Linked DNA regions of Anser cygnoides: region 1 is linked to region 2. Evidence: chromatin contacts called from public Hi-C data. All regions are on one chromosome and are shown on one strand. Each heading gives the region's core, a stretch centred on a gene start, on an enhancer-like site or on the middle of the called end of the contact. The rest is flanking DNA. Distances are from core to core; before and after follow the strand shown. Region 1 has its middle 23 kb from the start of DYNLT2. Region 2 overlaps FAM120B (family with sequence similarity 120 member B).

Region 1 (4,497 bases), core at 1,890-4,389, 290 kb after region 2:
AAGTAAAACCAGTGCAAGCAGGGAGGTATTTCTGCCATGACTCCAGATGCTGGTACAACGTCCTCTGCAGGTCTGGTCCCATGGATGAGGAACTGAAACCAGAACAGGTGCAAGGAAATGCTATTGGGTATATCCAGGAAATAATGAACCCGTTTTATGAGTGGACACTATAAAAGCTGGGCTTGTTTAGCCTAGCAATATGAAAAATGAGAAAAGATACTGTTCCTTATTATAAATACATCAAAGTGATGTGTAAACATTAGACAGGGAGAGGAGCTACCTAACTAGGGGACAACACTGGCACAAGAATAAATGAATACGAATGGACCACACAAAAAAAAAGGGTACTAGAAAAGGGTTTCTAAGCAACATGAGTGAGGTTCTAATACAGCAGTACGGCAAACAGAAGAGTAGGCGAGATTAATTATTTCTGGTATTTGATACAGATCAAAAAGATAGCATGTAATCTGGTTGGCTGCAGCAGCAGCACACAGCACCTAGGAGGCCCTTTCTAGTCCTATTCTTGACGTTTCTAAATGCTTTTTACTAATTGGAGGGGAAACTACATATACAAAGGTCGAACTCACGATCTTTGGAAAATTTGGATAGAAACACCTGAATAAATAGAACTCATATTAGGCCAGTCCGTAAAAGTCAAAAGGAAACGATAGCTTCCTCTTGATTGCTAACAGCTGCAATCCCTGCCATCCAGTAAGGGTGTTGGCAAGCAAATCCCAACCATGACAGACCCACCGATGTACATGACCAGCCTGCTCACGCTCACACACCATTTCCTATGTGCCTGCAGAAGCCCCAGCTATATATAATGGTGCAGCAGACACAGGGAGGCAGGGCTCCTTCCATTGCACTTCCCATCTTTCCCACAGACAGGACTGCATCTTGCTTGCATTTCAATTAAAATATCCTAACAGAATATCCACAGTATAGCTTTGATACAGACTGGGTTAAATTAATTTCCATTAAACATGCATGTATTCACAGAAATGGCTGTTCACTCCTGATTTGTACACAGCATCACGCAACAAAACTGAGTCATCCTGTTCAGTTCAGATGATTTACAACCTCACTTAGGATGTCCGGGCACAGCCACAGTGCAAATAACAAAAAAAAAATAATATGCAATTTTAATGCTCGGGTCCCTCTCCTGAGTTCAGTAATATGTCTTTCATTCTTCAACACATTAACTGGCTGAAAGTAAGGGATGCTAGGAATCTCTACTGGGCACTGTTTCATATTATCTGGTACGGATAGTCAAGTGAAAAAAAAAATACAGCAATAACCTCCACGGATTTATACATATTACACGTATTATACACATGCAAATGCACAGGGGAGACTTCACCCAAAACAAAAAAAAAAAATCAACCAACTAAACACCCCCCCCCCCAAATTATTCCACTCAATCTGACCTTACCCAACAATACAACAAAAAGTAAAATAATTCTGGCATTTTAAAAAAAGAAATATTACAAATCAGGAGGTTAAATTGGCCAGTATTTCGAGCATGAATAATAGATTGTAAACAAACAAACAGAAATGGTGTGGCAGAGCTTTAAAAGCTCACTACGTGACTCCTCGTGTCAAGCAACCGCTGATTAATCTGAATAGAAATTAGAGCAAACTGGGAGATAATTGTGCAGCAGCCCTGTCTGTCCAGGATGCAGAGCGCAGGTGCTGGGCCACATCTGCCCCCGAGGACAGCGCAGCCACCATTACTCTCGCCCAGAAAACACCCTGTCCCACTTTTACAGCAGCGGACCCAGGAGGACAGAGAAATGCTATCAATTTGATGGCCATCACTTCGGTAATCATCCCACAGCCATCTCCCCAGAGATGTATTTAGTATCGGCTGCATTTTTCAACCAAATAAATATTCCAGACTTCAGCGTTAATACACCATTAAGATGACACCATCGTGCTACACGGGGTACTATAAATTAGACCTCGAACACAGCAGGCCAGACAGGAATAGCCATTACTCTCTCCCCGCCCCACTTTCCCCATCTCTGCCTATCTTCCCTAAGAAAAATATTTTTAAAGGAAGCAGAATAATTGCTTCCTTGTAACAACTCCTCTGACTTCGAGGTGGATGCTATTTCTCTGCTGATGCAGGTCCCTGGATATCAAGAAATAAGCTCTGAGAGAGCCAGTTTGTAGGGCATTTTCAGTTCAGAAAGCGTTATTGTTTTGGTAACATATTGTTATGGTGAGCTGGGTTCGCTTTATTTTCCCTCCTGCTTCTCTTTCCCCTCTCTCTTCCCTCACCTCATCTCTCCTTACTCCCTCCCTTTGGTGCTACATAAACCAGAGGGCAGGGCATCCAGCTGCTTCCACAACAGAACAATGTTTGGGCAGAGTCCATGTTGACACAAGTGCATTATATCCTGAAGGGTCAACTGCAGCTTTTTTTTTTTTTTTTTTTGAGAGGAGGGGTGGTTAGTTTTTCTTTACCAACTGCGTAGAATTAACCTTCCACTCCTGCAGAGCTGCCATTGGTCCTACATCCATGAGCTCATCTAATTATCATCTCCTATCATTGTCCTATGCTGCCGGTTTAAGAATATTACCATTTTCCCATTAACACATTTAGAAACCCTCCCCTTCCTTAACGTTTTAATAAAAGTTACACCTAGGAGACGCACGTAGGACTTGTTAGACAGCCAACACCACCCTCTCTCGTTTTGTGCTTTTCTGAGCAAGGCTGAGTTCAGCTAAAGGGCAAACACAAACACACAATATGCCATCCCATGGTCCAAATGCTGGCTAACCACCCCAGTATCTACCCTCATGGGTAGAGGAGAGCTGCCCTAGGGCTTGGCATGCTGTACATAATGCCTCTCCCAGCACACCTATCCCAGTCAGTCCTGTGGTCCCCAGTAATAGTAAACTGTGCATGAGGGGGCCTACACCATACAGCTTCTTTGGGGGTACATTTCCTCCACACCATAATATTTTTCCTGTAGCAATATACGTCCCAGTCTGAAGACTTTCTAAAGGTGCTTCGATCTTCCTTTTCTAATGGGATCTGTACTAAAATGAGCATAACAAACTTTAAGCCCCTTTCCACCCCACCGCTTCTAAATATTGACTGCACATCAGTAGTTCAGTGTCCAGGCATTTCAGATATATAACAATCAAAATAATACATTTTATTTATTTATTTATTTTTAAGAAACTTCCACCATTCATTTTCCAGGAAAAGTCTTTGTGTTTGCTCTTCCAAAACACAATGCTGTGGTATCTTGGAGTTTCTGAAGTGGCAGTGTAGGCACTGTACTCTTATGTTTCATTGAGTGCTCGTTCAAAACAGCTGTATGTTCTATATAAAACATGTTTACATAGTAAATGTACTTCCTGTAGACACAAAGAAATGTTAATGAATAACCATTCCTGCATTTCAAATTTTGCAGGGCTGTGGGAAGGATCAGTGCATGACAAAATAGTTAATGTTCACCCACTTTCTGGCACATGAAATCTGTTACTACAACTAATCCCTTACAGAGAAAAGAAAACATGGAAAACAAACTGGTGCTGGCTGGATCTACTATGCCTTTTTATTATTATTATTTTTAGAGAAACTGTGAGATGCATATACATGGAAGATGAACAGAGGAGGTATTCGGTGGAGAATGCCAGAAGGCATGGACTCTTTCTGGTAGGCAAGGCTGCTGCTGGTTTTAATTGTATACATTGTCTTGGATTCTCACCTTCAGAAAAAATGCCAGTTTCATCTCCCACAGTATTCACTACCCATTATTTATATCCTATTGCCTGGGGCCCAGGGAAGGCAAACAACAGGTATTTTCCTTTCAGTCAATTTCTATCTGAAAATCTATATGACTTAAAAGACTTCTTAAATAACAGATATCCATTTATCCCTGAAAATTTAAAAAAGGCAAAAATCAAGTGATCTAACAGCATTGACCCTGAAAAAGCCTCAGAAAGAAAAACAATTTAAATGAAGTTCTTTCTAAAACACAAAAAATATTTTAAAAATTAAGAGTTTGGTTTATAGCTGTGAAGTCCCACACAATCTCCACTTCCCTGTGAATTAAGCCACTAAGTTAATTAGTGTTTGTTGTTGTTGTTTTGTTTTTTAATATATATAGCAGTTTTATCTGAAATACATGGCTCATTCTTCTAGTCCCCTGAAAAGATGCAAGTCCAAAAAGGAAGCACTGATAGGAGCCAATTCACTTCAAGGGAAACACAAACAGCATGGGGCAGATCCTCAGTGGAGTAAAAACTCGGCACTGAAGTAGATGGGACAAGAATAATTTACTCCAGGAATCTGCTCAGCATCTGCAGACCAATTTATGAAAAAAAGGTGATACACCATACATGGACCAGATGCACTGCTGTAGTATAAGGCAGAAACAAGCTTTGCTGGGGATGTTCCAACATTTCTACACAAGATTTCACAGTGTACTAAAACTGCTTCATGTGAATGAAAATCTTTTTTAACTGCAACCTCTT
Region 2 (4,799 bases), core at 544-3,043:
ACTGGCTTTAAAGCTGAGCTCACATTAAAATCAAAGGGAATCTGGTACCTTACTTCTCTGCATCGCTCAGAACATGTCTGCCGTAAGGGTGTTGGGGAGAGGAAGACAGAACAGTCAGTTACCAGTTCTGATTTCTGTTGTACAAAGCTAACCAAGGTCAGTTTCCAGATTCACAGAATTGCATCTATAAATCCTTCCAGCTCTCACTCAGTGTTTTTGAGATACAGGGGGTTTCAGTGGTACTAACAACAAATCCCTGCCTTTTGTCATTAATTCCCATCACTGTGCATTTTAATTCACATAGATTTCTAATGCCGCAATGTGAACCCCCCAAAAATCTTTACCTAGCATAAAACATCAAAGACACACAAACAACAACCAACTCTCCAACACTCTCCTCCTCTTGTCTCCCCCATCTCAAAAACTTTGGTCACATTAGTTTCCTGACCTTGTCCATAGTTCAGTGCAGAAAATGACTGCTGGCATGAATGAGCAATAGCATGTCATGGTGCAGGGGAAGAATAACCTCAGATGGGGTGCTAGACTCAGGGATAAGAGGAGGGGAAAAGAACTTGACAAAATCTGTTTTACTGCCCTGCTTCTTCTACCTTCCTTAAGCATGGACCTGTAGCACAAACTCCCAATGAAGGTGAAGGACTGAAGAGTCAGCAACTGGACTGCAAGGGACAGCACTACACCTGTGCTTACCATGCTTTGTTGTTTGAAAACTGTTGATGTGAAGAATAAAATGAAAAATGCCTAGGCTGGGGGAAAAAAACCTACACATTCAACTGCACATTCCAATAGCTGAAGAGTCTCAAATCTTGATTATAAATCATTGCCTATGATAATGTTTTTCCATTAAGAAAACCTTCCAATTTAATATCCCAAAGTCACTTTCAGAAAGCATTTTCATGTTTTAGCACTGTTTGAAGCCATTACGTAAATGACTCTGCTTTATCCAATCCATTCGACCTCCTAAATTTTAGCCTGGTTTCTTAAGGAAGCAAGGCTTATATAATTAGGATGTCTGTCTTTTAACTAATTGATGGACCCACTGATCTTTTTCAACTAAATCTGAAACAGCACAAAAGATTTCAACTGTATGAAACAGCAAAACATTGCATGAAACTGGTGACTCGGCTGACAGATCCTATTAGGGCACCAACTGAAAGAAAGGCAGGAAAGTCAAGTTACCTGTTCTATCTGAATGCACTGGATGGCCAAGCAATAAACCAATAGCTACGGAAGACACAAAGTTGAGTAAAAAAAAAAAGTACATGGTATTTGGGTAGAACAACAAACAAGAGGGGACATACTTGACAACACAATATATTGCAGAAGGTCCTGCAAATTCACAGCACATGAACCTAGCAAGAACTGCATTGAAAGGCGATTACTAAATGCCAAGTCTTCTGGCATGGAATTATCTCTGGGTAAAAAAGTAGTCTAATTTTTGAAACATTTTTTCCCCCACAATACACATATAGATTATCACCAGTGAAATTCAAAAACATGATTTCCTTTGCTTAAATAGACCCTGTATAACCTGTGAAAGCACTGCCTAGTAGCTAAAGGAAAATTTCAGCTACGTGCAAAACATTGACCTAAGAGACTGCTGGAAACGGTGTGCTCCTCTACACCTGCACCAACGCCAACCCTACTGAGCAGTCACTTGTGATAACTGGCAAAAATTCTACTAATGGCCTGTTTTTGACAGTGTCAAAGGCATGGTCAGCCTGGGCTGCTAATCTTAGAACTGGGAGTGATGCCAGGACTTCCAGGAGCTGGCCACGTGTTTAGGCTGCATTACATAACCTTGCAACTGGTGCAGGTATTTCCATGGACTGAGCTAGTGCCAAAACCTGTCGGCTTTGTTCTGAACTCTTTGTGTACAAAAGAAAGAGCTTGGCTTGTATATCAGCCTGCACTATTTACTGTTATTTTTCCCTCCTCCTCGATTTTTTCTAACAGTACAGTTGTTCTAGGAACAATGTTGAAAGTTGACAACTTATGTATCACTATAAAGCAATATTCCACCTAGTGCTCAGAAGAAGCTCTGGTAATATTAATTATATTTTTAATAAACACAAGCAACAAGTGTTGTATGATCAAGATCATCCCCCTTCCTTTTTTTTTTTTTCCTTTTTTTTTTTTTGGTGGGGTGAAAATAAGGCTCTTATTCTAGTAATACTTTGGTAAATAAATGTATGCACATGCTTACCATACATCAAACTACAGCCGAAGTGAAAGCTTCAAGAGCAGTTCTTTCAGCAGTCTTGTTAACTTTTTCAGGTGACCATTGATTTGCTCATTCCCACTCCCTGCTATTCCCTCAGGTTGTTTTACCACAACTGTTTGTGACTACACAGAGTCAGATAGGGAAACAGAACCAGGTTAGTTACCTGACTGCAAGAAAGTCAGGGAAGAGAAAAATGAGCTATTTTCAGTTTGCCACCATGTAGCTGCACAAAGAGCTGCACCGGCACAACTGAGAGGTTGCACAGGGACTGAAAGGAATGGCTGTGCAAGAAAATTACACTGGCAGTGGCAGCAAAATAAATGCTGGCAAAGTGGCATGGTCTATGCAGGTGATTTCAAAGGATATGATGACATCCAGCTCCTATTGATTCTTGGGTATCTTAGGCATCTAAAAATCTTAACCTAAATAAACAAAACGTAAGAGGTTCTTGTTTCAGGGTTGATTGAGCAGTTTACATTATTTTTAACATGTTCTTAACTAAAACAGCAATTGCTGCTTTTACAAAGTGTTGGCTGTTTTGTTATCCTTATTTAACACTAAATAAGAAGATTTGCAAACTGCAAAGAGGTCAGTATCCAAACCAGGAATCTTATAATTGAGGGATCTTAAGGAATAAAAGCGGGTATACATACGTCTCCGCTGCAAACTGGAACATTGTGTAGTTAGCTGACTTGATTTTACAAGAGCTACACTGGCAATTGTTTCTCTACAGCAGCAGGCTCCAGCCTAATTTAATTGGTTGCCTCCTTCCAGTAAGCTCTTCTTTTTAATGCTAATCTAAAGTAATTCTACATTATATGACAATCTACATACAGTGCTGTTTACATCTCCCCTTCCTACCCCTCACTGAACTACAAAAAAGTCAGACTTTATCCGAGTGAAACTCGTAAAGGATTCTACTTACTTTGTAGAGAACACTATTGCCTTGTAGCTCTACAAGGAAATTCATTAAAAAATAATGCTGACATTCACTTACAAATTTCCATACAGAATCTGATTAATGGTCTACACTCTTGACCTGAAAGCAACTATACACTGGAGTAAATACCAACTAACCAACCCATGAACGACTAGGAAGTGACACAGTTAAAGCAGAAAGAGGTAGATACAAGCAATAAAAATGCAGATTTATTACAGTAGCCATGCAGACAAGCTCTACCTACCTTTTTGGAAAGGTTAAGGATTGGGGGTGTTCAGCATGATTTACTTTACAAAACTGTTTCTGGAATTTGAAGCATGAACTGACAGCAAGTAAAACATGTTATCCATGGTTCTATTCTAAAATCACTTTCTTAAAAGAAGACCTCTTTCAAGTCCAAATTTCATTTTCATTACAATTCTAAATTAATGTTTCTGTATTTCAATTCTAATCTTCTTCATCTGACCACTACAAACACTAACACAAATGCAAATCTGCCTACTACCCTGCCATCCTGCAGCAACAATTGTTAATTAGAAGTTTTGGTACTGGGTGTTTCTGAAAACATCAATGAATATCCTGCTGCGCAGAGGAACAAACAAAACCCAATGAAGTTATAATTGTCTACAAATTTTAGAGGCAATAGGCTGAAAAATGAAAGATGACAGATGTGCATGACTACTGCTGAGCTTTTTGTTATTCTCTCTAAAGGACTATGTAAACTCTGAATCAGTTTTTCTTATTTTTTTCCTATTATGGTATGACTTCAATTTCTAGTTGGTGAAGGAAGTCAGGTACCTCATTTATATGGCCTTTCTAAGCACATAGTTTAAATATTAAGTTGATTGTGGGGCACTTTCATCAATACAAATGTAAAGTGATTAACGAAGAGAAAACAGCATATTAAAAAGAATAAAAATGCATTTTTTCAAGTCACTGCCTAAAAGCCACTGGGAGCATGAAATAAAAGCCACCACAGCTAAAGATAACATTTAAGTAATGACAGTCTCAATAGCGCAAAATTTGTACAAGGATGCACATAAAAATTTTGTGTCTTAAAGTAGAAGAGAAGCACAGATACCTACTGCAGTATCTGTTTATACAACTGGATAAAGAAATCTTACTTTCTTCCACCTTGATGAAAGAATTAATAATCACTGGCATGACTGCTTGTGTATTACTGCAATAACTGTGTTTGCCTATCAGATGTTCTTAAAATCACAGACTTAAAATCAACAGAAGGCAAAACGGTAACTATTTTGTAGAAGTGTATTACAGCCGACATTAATTCATCAGGAGATACTTAGTAAAACAAAACAAGGCTTTATATCCTCTCAAACTCTTAAAATATTCTAAATGTCTTAGTTTTGCTCAATCTTTTGATGATTAACAACTTTTACAACTTCCCATTTATCAACAAAAAAATACGTTTTTTTAAATCTCTTGAAAAGTACTGAAAATTAACAGCATGTAGAAAAACTACAATTTCATTGTCAAGTTTTCTTTTGATTCCTTACAAACTACATCTTAGTTGCCCACAGTTTTTATCCTAAATGCCATGCAGAAGTAGCCACTGAAACAACAAGTTCAAGATTTCATATTTCAGAATTTAAAGTA

Evidence for each region. A called contact is a pair of places that touch in the nucleus more often than the background predicts.
Region 1: a Hi-C map of liver shows a contact between it and region 2, with 2.7 times the contacts expected there. The contact joins two enhancer-like sites. A contact is called at or near these places in 2 of 7 Hi-C or Micro-C datasets (both in liver).

The regions. Positions count from the first base shown.
Region 1 is chr3:45,474,247-45,478,743 of Taihu_goose_T2T_genome, forward strand. No RefSeq gene overlaps it. Among named protein-coding and RNA genes, the nearest start is that of DYNLT2, 23 kb to the right of the region's middle. Within about 2 kb of position 3,140, at least 2 of the 3 cell types and tissues checked have open chromatin away from gene starts, as enhancers often do. A contact at or near this core is called in liver, where this site is marked.
Region 2 is chr3:45,181,683-45,186,481 of Taihu_goose_T2T_genome, forward strand. All of the region lies in intron 3 of FAM120B (family with sequence similarity 120 member B), which reads right to left. Among named protein-coding and RNA genes, the nearest start is that of DLL1, 12 kb to the right of the region's middle. Within about 2 kb of position 1,794, at least 3 of the 3 cell types and tissues checked have open chromatin away from gene starts, as enhancers often do. A contact at or near this core is called in liver, where this site is marked.